2 separate regions of the Mus musculus genome follow, and region 2 is linked to region 1. A link is a contact called in public HiChIP or PLAC-seq data. All regions are on one chromosome and are shown on one strand. Each heading gives the region's core, a stretch centred on a gene start, on an enhancer-like site or on the middle of the called end of the contact. The rest is flanking DNA. Distances are from core to core; before and after follow the strand shown. Region 1 holds the start of 1810007C17Rik (RIKEN cDNA 1810007C17 gene). Region 2 overlaps Gm40419 (a long non-coding RNA gene).

The links. HiChIP or PLAC-seq counts read pairs in DNA pulled down with a chosen protein or histone mark.
Region 2: an H3K4me3 HiChIP or PLAC-seq map of embryonic forebrain shows a contact between it and region 1, with 6 times the contacts expected there. The contact joins the enhancer-like site here to the promoter of 1810007C17Rik in region 1. A contact is called at or near these places in 1 of 39 promoter capture datasets (hippocampal neurons), 4 of 484 Hi-C or Micro-C datasets (cortical neurons, forebrain and neural progenitor cells) and 4 of 115 datasets of contacts at active chromatin or transcription factors (astrocytes, embryonic basal ganglia, embryonic forebrain and 1 more).

The regions. Positions count from the first base shown.
Region 1 is chr12:49,478,613-49,484,498 of GRCm38.p6, reverse strand. It overlaps 1810007C17Rik (RIKEN cDNA 1810007C17 gene), which reads left to right and starts at 3,637. Exons shown (of 3, transcript NR_045472.1): 1 at 3,637-3,969.
Region 2 is chr12:50,109,940-50,115,825 of GRCm38.p6, reverse strand. Gm40419 (a long non-coding RNA gene) reads left to right here. Exons shown (of 3, transcript XR_872736.2): 2 at 3,463-3,545. Among named protein-coding and RNA genes, the nearest start is that of Gm40418, 7.4 kb to the left of the region's middle. Within about 2 kb of position 3,700, at least 27 of the 459 cell types and tissues checked have an H3K27ac peak or open chromatin away from gene starts, as enhancers often do. A contact at or near this core is called in cortical neurons, embryonic forebrain, forebrain and 1 more, where this site is marked.

The sequences.
Region 1 (5,886 bases), core at 2,388-4,887:
CACTACTGTACAGCACACAACAGACAATTATGATTCAACTGTCCAAATTATAATCAGTTTGACAAATGTCCACAAACGTCTTCATTCTATTTTATATTTTCCCTAAGACAAGGCAATCACACAACCAGACAATTCCATCAGGGAAGCTTGTTAGCTGCTTAGTCTGTTAAACCCTGGTTGCCATAGCATCTAGAGTTGAAAAAGCTGCAGATTGGCATGAAAAAGCATGTCGACAATTGCCCTGTCACAGCATGCAAGCCAGGTCTGCTCAAAGGCAGCACACTACAAGTTTTCTTTCCCAGTTTGCACTACCCCATGCTGTTTAATAATATCCATTTACTGGTATTGGGATTGATCTAGCGCAGTGTAAAATTCACATCTAGTGAGACTTTGCTTTTCACATGGAGTGAATTCTTTAACAAATGAGAATATGGCAATTAATTTAGAAATGTAATACTGTATGCCCTATAAGAAGTATATTTAGATTTAATAAAGAAACTGTCCAAAAAATTTAATGCACTGTTTTAAAGAGCACAATAGTTTTACTTGGCATCTTTTCAGTTGACTTTCTAGTCATTTCTAAAGCCTTGTTAGTCATACTTCAGTGATGACAGACAGCATTCAAATTACAGTAGTATATTTTAAACCATGTTTTAATCATACCATAGTCATTTCTTCTTCATATGCATGCTATAATTTAATTAAGGACATATATTTCTAAAATAACTATAATTTAATTAAAGATTAATATCATGAGCTCTGAAATTATAGTCTAGAGAGCAATGTGCATCAATTTTTTCCAGAGGGATCATATACTTAATGGTGATAAATTACCATGTATTAATAAGAAAACTTAGGTTTCTACCAATGGGAACTCAAACCCCTGCCAACTATCAGATTCATGTAGTCTATAGATTTTGAATAAAGTAATGTGTGTTTACAAACAACAGTTGTTAACTTACTGGAACTGTAAAAATCTTAAAAATATCTACTGAAATTTTGAATCTTGGTTAATTATTTCAATTAAGACATTTATAGTTATAATATTCAGACTTTGCCCATTACCTCTTGTCCTAATATTTCTTCAATTTAAGTTTTTGATTTCCACAAAGAACAGAATAATCTAAAAATATGCAACCCACTAAACCAATATGAGTTTCAAACAAAAGAATTTTTAGGTATTATCTACAATGCATTCTTTTTCTTTGATGCTCATTGCTTTGTTATTGTGGTATAACAAAGGCATTTTCTACTCTGTATTGAATGAGCTCTTCATTTTGAACTTTTCACATAAAAAATGTTGATCTGCAACACGAGAAAGTGATGAGCTGACAAGGAAATGCTGAACTGATGGTTGCTCTTCACATTCTGAAGCTACTGAACACCTTTTGCACTTTCTTCTTCTAAACAAGTTTGTCTATTGATATTTTCAATAGAATAATCAAAGCAAGAGGCCTTCAGTTTTATACATGCATGTACGTTTGCACATACTCGTGCACACATGCACACAAAACACACAAACACAACACAATACACACAATACATATACAACACACCAACACATACCCAACATACACAACAAATAGACACACACACAACACATACACAACACATACACAACACACACATGACACTCGACACATGCACACAAGTGAAAAGAGTGATACAGAGTAGACCTCTTCAATCAGTAATGTTAAGTCCCTAATTTTCTAGGAATCCTCAAAATAAATCTCAAAATCTTGACATAAAACTTGGTTCACATATGGTGTCCATGAATGTGTTTTCTTATACCACATCTTCCAGGTTTTTTTTTTTTTTAAGGAGGAAAGCTGTTTACTTGTTAAAGGTCTTTTTATAAGCTTTGATGACTCAAAAACACCTTCATTTTAACACATGGAATTTGGCAACGAGCATAACCATGCTACCATTTGAAAGACTTTGATATTTTGAAAAGAAGAAGATTAAAAACATCAACGATTGAGAATAAGTTGGCTCCGATGTCTAGAACAAAAATTTCCCAAGTATGAATTTTAATGTGAAGACTTACTAGTGAAACGTATCTGCCAGAATAACATAACCTATCAAAGCCCTAGTTATTGCAAATAAATAACAGCCAGTAGTGCCACAGACTTTACCCTGGTGTCACAAGATAAAATATGGGACCAAATTGTGGCAAAGAAGAGATGGCAGGTTGCTACATAAATGTTCATATAAAATGAAAAAGAGTGGAGATATCATATCTTCTCATTACATTTTTCATTTTACATTTTACATTTATATTACATAATTATATTTAACATTGGGTTTTTTTGTTATTTTTTCCAATTTCTTTCATTTACACTCAGTTTGCCACAGAGCAGTTCACACTGGTTTAAAACAGGGCACTACCTCTGATCTTGACTTAGGACACACATACTTTTCTACATAACCTAAAGCCTGGCCTCACAGAAACCTAAACAGATTTCCACAACTCAGAGTTCCTTACCTACAACCACAACAGCACACAGCTCTTTGTAATCCCAAGGTTATCTCTTGACAATGATTTGAAAACATATGCTATCTTTGTATCCAGCCTGCGTTCATATTGTGCATTCCCAATATATTTTAATTAATTATGTATGAACTGCATTTTCTTTTTACACCTGGCTGATTCTCTGTTTATTCTTGTATTTTAATATAAGAAAATAGTCATGCATTTCAGTTCTTTAGAACATGTTCATTAGATACAATGACTAATACAGATATGCTCTATAAACAATCTCATTTTGGCCAGAGACAAATTTTTAATTGATATTCTACAAAGAAAATGTCAATAATCTTAAAATTCCATAAAAAGAGAAAAGGGAAAAACAGTCTGACTTGTGATCAGAGGGAGTATTTTGCCATGACATGATTCTTTTCATGGTAAAAATATCACAGTTAAAGATACACCACACCACAATGTTTTATTTCTTCAAACATCCAAGTGACTTTAATTTCCCCAGTGAAGCACTGGCTTAAAAGGAATGTAAGTTTCGTCCAAACACTCGCGTTCTTGGGTGAGGCAGTTCTTGCTTCTCTGGGTGATTTTGCCTTGTTCTGAAATTGTCTTCACCTGACGCAGAGCGCATTAACTGCTAGATAGGCATCACACTGTCTGTCTCCATGCTGTAGCATACAGCCGTGAATTTGCTACGATCTGTTTAATCAGCAGTGCATTGATTTTCCCGCAGCTTTCCTTCATTTTAGCCCCATAGCAGGCTTCTGTAATTTCCTTTGGACAAAGTGTAACCAAACTGTGCTAAGTGATGTTGATTTGCAGGCAAAAGTAAAGGGGTAAATATAAATTAACAAGCTATAAACATTTTACAAGTGGGGAGTCAATAAAAACAGTGTCTGCAGTTTCTTAAAAAAAAAATGATTTGAAGCAGATTGTTAACAAAGGTGTCCAAAGAAACTGACATGAGTCTGAGAATAATTTTTGCGCTTTGTGATTAAGAATTGATCAGTCTAAAAGCCTCAGATGCTACTGAATCACCCATAAGCTGCTGGCCTGAAAAGGCTCAGCGGGGGCTGGTATTTGTTTGTTAAACTCCCATGATTCCAAGTAGATAATTGGTCTGTGAAGTTCATGGCAGAATCTGAATTTGCTTTCTTGCTTCCCAGCTGGCTGAGCACTGGTTTATAGACTTGTGTGTACAAATTTAGCCAGCAGCAAACCTCACATCTTTAATATAAAAGGTGTTTTGTTGTGTTTTTCAGGTGCTGAGTGAAAAGCCCACACTGCAGAAGCTCATTAAAAGGGCCAAGTTACAGTACAGGTTTATTTCTGTCACAGCGTTTCTGAAAACAGTGACAAGGATTAATATGTTTCTTTAGTACTGGAAAAAGCCTGACGCAATCCCTTGTGAATTTGATCATCTGTTTCATTGCCTGTAGAAGATTCAGCTTCCTATTATATCTGAAAGTTACAGCTGTAAACTACTACTGGTAAGGATTCATAAGCTACTGCAGAACCCTGGGGCAGAGCTAATTGTTTTATTAAACATTTGCTAATTTACTTATTATTTATTTCATATCTCACCCTTATAGTCATTTACTACTCTTCCTCAAAGTCAAGAGTGTCTTAGTTCCTTGGTTGCACAGAGCAAATAGAGACACAGTGGTTTAAATTTCAGTGAGTTTCAGTAAAAGTTCTATGGACCAGTGTGTTGGAGAAATATCCAGTTTACATATTTTATTTAAGAAAAGGTAACATTTTACGGACATCAAAATGTAATTTTCTTATTAAAAATATTAATGACATGAATATATACTTTCTGTTCTGACGAGTTGTGTAACACTGGACATATTAATTTAATTGGTGGATGCTATATGTCTAACAAGACTTGCCATGTGACATATGCAAACTTTAGAAAAGTGTAAAATATACCACAAAATGTTTGTTTTACAACAAATTAAATCTATTTGATATTTTTTAAAACTAAAAGTTTTAGTAATGTGCAATTATCTATAATAAAACAAATATGCTTAGGAACTGAGAACTTTTTAGCCTCCTCCTCCATCTCTTATGCTCATTGAGGAATGTCTATTCCTTCCCCTTTTCTTCTATTTTGAAGACAAATGCAGAATTCTAATATTCAACACAAAAACGCATATTTAACATAGTTTCAAATGCTATAAATTCAGAACATGCAAATGTAAAGGTTTAAATGTACAGCCCCCTGTGTCAAAATCCCTCCTCACACTTTCACCCACACTTTATTAGTAGTGTCACTGATGTCAAATTGAGTGGAATGAAGAAGCTTACAGAAGTTGTGTTTCTAGTTTCCTATATCCACAGACATTTATCCCATATTTGATTCTAAATAGAGAATAGAGCTACCTTGTTGTCCTCAAAAACTAAAAATGAAATCAAAACAGCAGTGAAAGACCAGCCAAGAAAAACACACTCTATCCCTCGTGTGCTACCTCTTTCTGTTTCTACCAACAAAATCTTTTGCTTTGTGTTTTCCATCAACAGTGTCCATAATAGCAATAACAAAATAATTGTTAATATGATCATGTATTTCAACATGTCCGACTGACATCATGTGGTACTGTGTGTCAGGCACAGCTACACAAGGAGACCATGCATCATGTTACAATGGCAGCCACTGCTTTGTACTGAAGGGCCACATAATCTGCAAGCAAATTTGTTCTCAGAGTAGAATGTGTCTCCAGCGTTAATAATTAGAATGAACACACCACGGATGGTTCAGTGGATACAGCTGCATCATTCCCTGATGAGTTTCATCCCTTGAGTTGTGCTATTATATTTCACGTCCATACCTAATGGCAGCATAGTTATTTCTATCTATAGTATTTCTTTCAATGTTTTTGTAAGATTTCCCTTACGACCATGACTCAGTGAAAAACATTTTGGCCACATGGTAGGCAGTATTTCCTTCAGTTGTGAACACTGATGGTTGCATCATTATTGCATATAACATGTTTCTTATGACCTAAAGCCTATAATAATGACTTCCATGCATAGCGCTATGGATAATTTGTACATAGATATCATTTTAAATGAATTCAAAACATATGATTTGATGTTGTATCTTTAAATTTAATTCTTTGAGTACACAAACATACATTCTTAAAAGACTTGTTCTTTTTACTGAATTGTGTAGGTGTTTTGCCTATGTGTATACATGTGTACAATGTGCATGCCTGATACCTACAAAGGTCATAGAAAGGTAATGGATCTCCTGGAACTGGAATTACAGATGATTAGCCTCCATGTGGGTACTTGGAACCTAATCGTGTTTCTTGCAAGAACACCAAGTGCTCTTAACCACTGAGCCATCTCTCTATGAACCCTTTTGCACATTTTTATTTTCAAAGAGACACATATATCTTGGT
Region 2 (5,886 bases), core at 2,451-4,950, 630 kb before region 1:
TGTGTGCAATAGGTCAGTTAGAAGGATTTCAGATCTGAAAAATGGAAGGGTTGGGGTGGGGGTGGGTAGGGGTGGAGGGTGGAAGTCTTTTCTTTAAAACCTCCCCCTATCCTTTTTATTAGGGTACAGTGACTCAGAAAAAGGAGTATGATAAATTAGCATGGATTTTTAAATGTGCAATGTGTGTGTGTGTGTGTGTGTGTGTGTACTACATTTGCTTTTGGGGTATCACACAATTACCAAATTAGTCATTCACTAAGAGTATTCATCTAGGTTTTGTAAGGATTTTCCCCACCTTAATTTTAGAATATTACACGCAAGGAGAAAAATTGCCGTCTTTTTAGTATGTTCATTAAAAGCCCTTCTCTTCATGCTAGGCTCTGGTTTTATAGTGGCAGCTAGTTCTGTCGTCACAATTATCAGGATGGTGAATTGAATTTGGAAAATTACAAGGACTTTGCTGGCCTGCAGTGGAATTGATCATTCTTTCTATATCTTAAATGTACCCTCTTTTGAAGCTTACATATTGACTTTAATACAGCCCTTCATCCATTTCAATTTACTGAACTTATTATAAGTATGAGATGGAAATTAGAAAGTTACTGCAAGGTTTCATAGCTTTGTGGGCAACACTTATGAAAAAGAGAACATTTTGCTAATCTTTTTCCATAGGAAATTTAGTGAATTGAACTAATATCCTGAGAAGCAAAGCAAAATGCTTATTATTTAAACATGCAAATATGTAATGGAGTATTCATGTTCACAATTAGTTCAGAGACATAATGGAGGGCTCTTAATTGACATGTTTATAGTACTAAACCTCAATATGATTTACTTACAAAACTCCTATATTCCATTATGTATTTAGAGGAGGAGCTATGTACAGGAGCTATGTACATCTCTATAGAAAAACTATGTTGAAAATTTCCAAACCCCAGGGTTTTTTAATGAATAGATCCTGGGCTTATTTGAAACTGAGGTAGAGGTCATATGTATTTTATTCAATATATTTCTTTTCAGGTTCATGATTTGCTTATTGGAGAGGAGGCTTGCACACTTTGTATAGAATATCAAAAGTCAGTTAGGCAGAGATAGGCACCATCTGTGACCAATGGGCAGAGGGTACTCAAAAGGCAGTCTTGGGAATCATTTACAAATCTAGAAAGAACACCATAGTCTGCAGCATTTTTATCACACATACATTCCTGAAGTTGTCCAGAGGGACACCACTTTGTGATTTGAGGACATAGATTTTAAAGTCATTATATATTGATATCAAGACATTAATAAGTCCTTCCTATAGAAGAGCTGGCACTGCACTGTATAAAACAGTACCATAAATTAATGCATTTCCATCTGCTTCTCCAGATATGAGTGTTTCTTTACTCGTCAACTCATTAATCCCTTATTTAATACCACTTAAGCCAAAACCTAATTATGAGAGTCCAAAACCACAGCACAATATTATGAAGGCATTATATATTTATATATATATATATATATGTGTATATATATATATGTATATATATATATATATATATATATATATATATATATATAACTTAATATTCCAGTGGTAGCCTTGAAGGTTTAAATGGATTAGAATCACTATTTGAGTATTGTTGATAAATTATGAAAAGCATTTCTACATTCAAAACATAATGACACATTATTTTCATAGTACTTTGTGATCTTGCAACTACAGGTACTATTATCTATTTCAGTAGCTACAGATATAGTCAACTCAATTCAATTAGTCTTGAGTAAGTAGAGTTAATTTGTTGAGATTTCAGGTTAGCATAATTTCTTGCCAGTTAGAGAGAGAGACTTGTTAAAGATGTGTAATAAGACATATCTTATTTAACACATATTGTACTAGCTTGGTTTCAGAGCATAAGCGTTAGTAATTGATTTTACCTTGGCAACACACACACACACACACACACACACACACACACACACACACACACACACCACACCCTGTGGTTAGTTTACTCCTTGCTACTTTAACAATCAGTTACTGCTTTGGTGAAAGCCTAAAGCTTAATCCATTAAGAGCCATTCAGGACAAAACAAACAAACAAAGCTTTAACCACTTCAGTGACAACAGCCCAGAACCAACAACCAGCCTTCTAAGAAAATCCTAGCAATTTTAGGATCAATAGCCTCACACTGGATGCTACTAAGTGTCAGAAATGTGTGCTGCTAGAGCTTCAGAGAGTATAGCTAAATACAAACACATCAGGGAAAGATAATTTGATACATTTCACTTTGGAAATACCCATGCAGTCCAGAGAGTTGACAAATTCTATCAATAGGCATGAAAAAAAAATAATTCAAGCTTCACCTTGTCCTGAAATTTTCACCTCTATCCCTGAGAGTTGAGCTGTTAAAATAGCTTTTATTCTCTCCACATCCCAGCACCTCCCGCCTCCCCACATTCGGAAATATAAATATAGTTCTTTGAAAACAAATCTCATATCTTTAATGTATTTAGAAGAGCTTTAAAGTCCACTTAATTCAGGGCTACAGTTTGAACAAGAAGAGCAATGAGTACATTTATATTCAAAAGCAGTAAAAACAAACATTTTTCCACATAAGATTAAAAGCCTGTTCATTTCCTTTTATTCCAATGTATATTATCTTTTGTGAAAAGCTCCATTAGCTGTTTTTTTTTTACACATGCTAGACTCTTAAATAACAAACCAACACTATAGAATATGTCTCAGAGAGAAGCCTCACTATCATTCTGTGGACTAAGAAAAATATCTGCTTTAAAAAAAAAAAAACCAAAAAAAAACCAAAAACGTTTTTGCCATGTCCTTTTTAGTTTTTGAAAACAATTTAAAAATACTCAATCCCTTATGGTTCTTAAGAGCTCTTTACATTTGTACTTAATTAAAAACTCGGTAATGAAATAGGAGTACTGTTTATTATTTATCTAAAACTGTCAGTTGGTTAGATTTTTGTCCTCAAATTATCTGGAAGCATTAAATTATATGCTTTCCTAGGTAGTCAACAGACATGACTGGGATTGCCTTTAGGTGGTTTCCAGGCCAATTTGTTTACTGACTATTGCCTACTTATTTACATTTTTTATGTAATTTTTTTAAAGTCCTCTTAGTAAGGAACACTTCATATAAGAAGTTTGCAAAGCAATATCTTTAGTTTTCAAAAAAATCAGATAAAATGCAGGGTAATCTTTTTTTAACGAACTGTTAATAAAAATATTGCCCATTAATATTTTACAGATTAAAGAAATAAATCACCCTGCAACATATCATTAAAATGCACCGTTTTCCGGCGTGTCAGAAGTGCTGTTCAATTTTGTCTGGATTCATTAAAGCTCTCAGAGCATGAGTGTGTTGCCAACCGGAATGTGGGTGGCTGTAATGGCAGCCTGTAGGTTTGTATGGAAAACAAGCATGGTACTGTGAAAAAAATCCTTCTCTCACCCTACAGATACCTGTGCCGAGAGCTTGGAAGGCATTTCTATAGGCTCATTACGAGTGACTGTTAAAGTCCCCATTCACTGAGAAGCAAAGGTAAGTTTGAAAAAAAATGTATTGAGGAAACCGGAAAGGGGGTGGGGAGTGGGGTGGAATCACCTAAGATTGAAGCAGCCTAACCAAGTGACAGACACGTAGACAACTCCGATGCTGCCAGAACAACACTCTGCACAGCCCACCAGCAAGCAATTTGTCATAGCGACAAGAATATCCTCAGCAATTTGGCATCAGGGTCCTTGGACAGCCAACTGCGACTATACAGCACGAGTCGTGCTATTCCGCAACGTGAAGATAGAAACCAAGGTTCTCGTTATTATGTCCAAATGTGTTATTTTATGAAAAACATATCTTTTGTCATGATCAACATAGAGATAAAACCGTAGCAATTGATAATAGCTGGGGGCAAATAAAAAGAAATTGAGAAAAATACATCCTGGTATGTTTTTTGAGATGCCCCTAGTGTTGAGACTTCAGGATGTTTGCTTGATGTGTTCGGTCTTTATGGCAGGCTCCCACAGAGCTTCCAAGAAGTAATGAATCCATAGGTACAAGAATGAATTGGGAATGTTTGGCGAGGTAAATAACTTGCTTTTAGAAGTCTGTAGTCTTTTCTTGTTTTAGACTTTAGATCCTTGTATATGTGGTGGTGACTAACATGTTAGTTTAGTGCAAATCCTTTCTGATTGGTATGGTTTGAAATTAGGCAAAGAATTCAAGGTAAGTTGAGTTATAAAAGTGCAAAGGAAAGACTCTGTGCTCTTTATGTTCCTATCCTGGTAATCTATTGTAAAAGTGCAGTAAAGGAGAGAAGCCAGGAGCATAGGATAAAGGTACCAGATAAATAAGCACGGAGCATTCCCTTGCCAATTACTTGGCATCTTGCTTAGTAATTAATGCCACCGTAATGAAATAAAGTGGTAGGCACAAAGATTGGGCCTTTTGTGAACTCTATACAGAACCAAACACTCATAAAAATCTTGCTCAAAGCTAGCTTAGCTTGATTTTCTTCACAATCAAAACTCGCTAGAGAAAAAATTAGTATAAACCCAAAATGTGTGTGTATGTTTGTATGTGTATGTGTGTGTGTGTGTGTGTGTGTGTGTGTGTGTGTGTGTGTATGTGTGTGTGTTTTGAATGTATTATTTAAGGGTGACATCAGACAATTGTAGTATTGCTGCCTCCATCATATGGACAAGAACGTCCTTCATTCCCCAGACATTATGGAATCATGAACCCACTCTGCCAGAAGCAAATAACGTTATTTATTATTTGTTCTATGAAACACTTTCGGTAACCAATGCGTAAGTGGTTATAAGTGCCTTACAATGGATTTCCAAGATCTTATTCCTTCTTGTGCCCTATGAAACTTTTAGGAAATGATAAAAGCAGTCAAGGCTTAAATAACAATGAGGCTAATAGTACTAATGGATATTTTAAAATAAAAATATATAATTTAGTCATTTTTATATTTAAGATTTGTGCAAGACTAGAAAATATTCAACTAACATTATAATAATTTATAAACAATGAATTTATTAGATCTAACGCATTTATTACAATTCACTAAAACCACAACAGTAAGTTTTCCAATCTAGGTACAATAACTGAATAGTAGTCATGGTTTGGCGTTAGGGAATTAGAGAATGAGACATTTAATTACACTACTATGGAAATGATGTTGAGAACAGTGTGTGTTGACAGCATGTCTATAGAGATGATTAAAGAAAGGCTGAAGATTTATAATCTTGGAGGATATAGTCAAAGAAAGGGGAGGACTGAGAAGTGTGTGAGGAGCGTGCGTTTCAGGCTTAGCAACATAAAATATAGAGGAGACCGTAAAGAAACTAACTCTATTTTTTTCTCAGCTTTGCTTGAGAGTGGGGGGTGTTTTCCTTGTAAGTCCCATTAACATCAATGGGACTCATGCAGCTAAAACCTTGTGTAACTCTTAGACAATTTACTTCCTAGTGTCAAGAAAAGAGTACTACCTACTAAGAGCAATTTACTCATCTTGGTCTGTGCCTCCCATACAAAGATGGATTTGATAGCACCTAGCAGGAAAGAAACCAGCAACTGCATTTAAGATTTTGTTAGTGTAAAAGAAGTCATCGTTGCAAAATGTTGCCTCACCTTGTTTAGCAACAACAATAAACAGAGAAAAGCAATTCAACAAAAGAATATGGAGAGAAGTACGGGCTTGATTACAGGAAAAATGGTGATTGCTACTATCAGGGATTTTTTTTTTTCATTTTAAAATTTCAAGCTCTGAACACAATCACAGGATAATGGGAGTACAGGGAAATTTTTAAGACATATTGGAGCCACAGATTGAAGCTCCTGATTGCTTGCTTTCTTACACCCTTCATGTCATGCTATG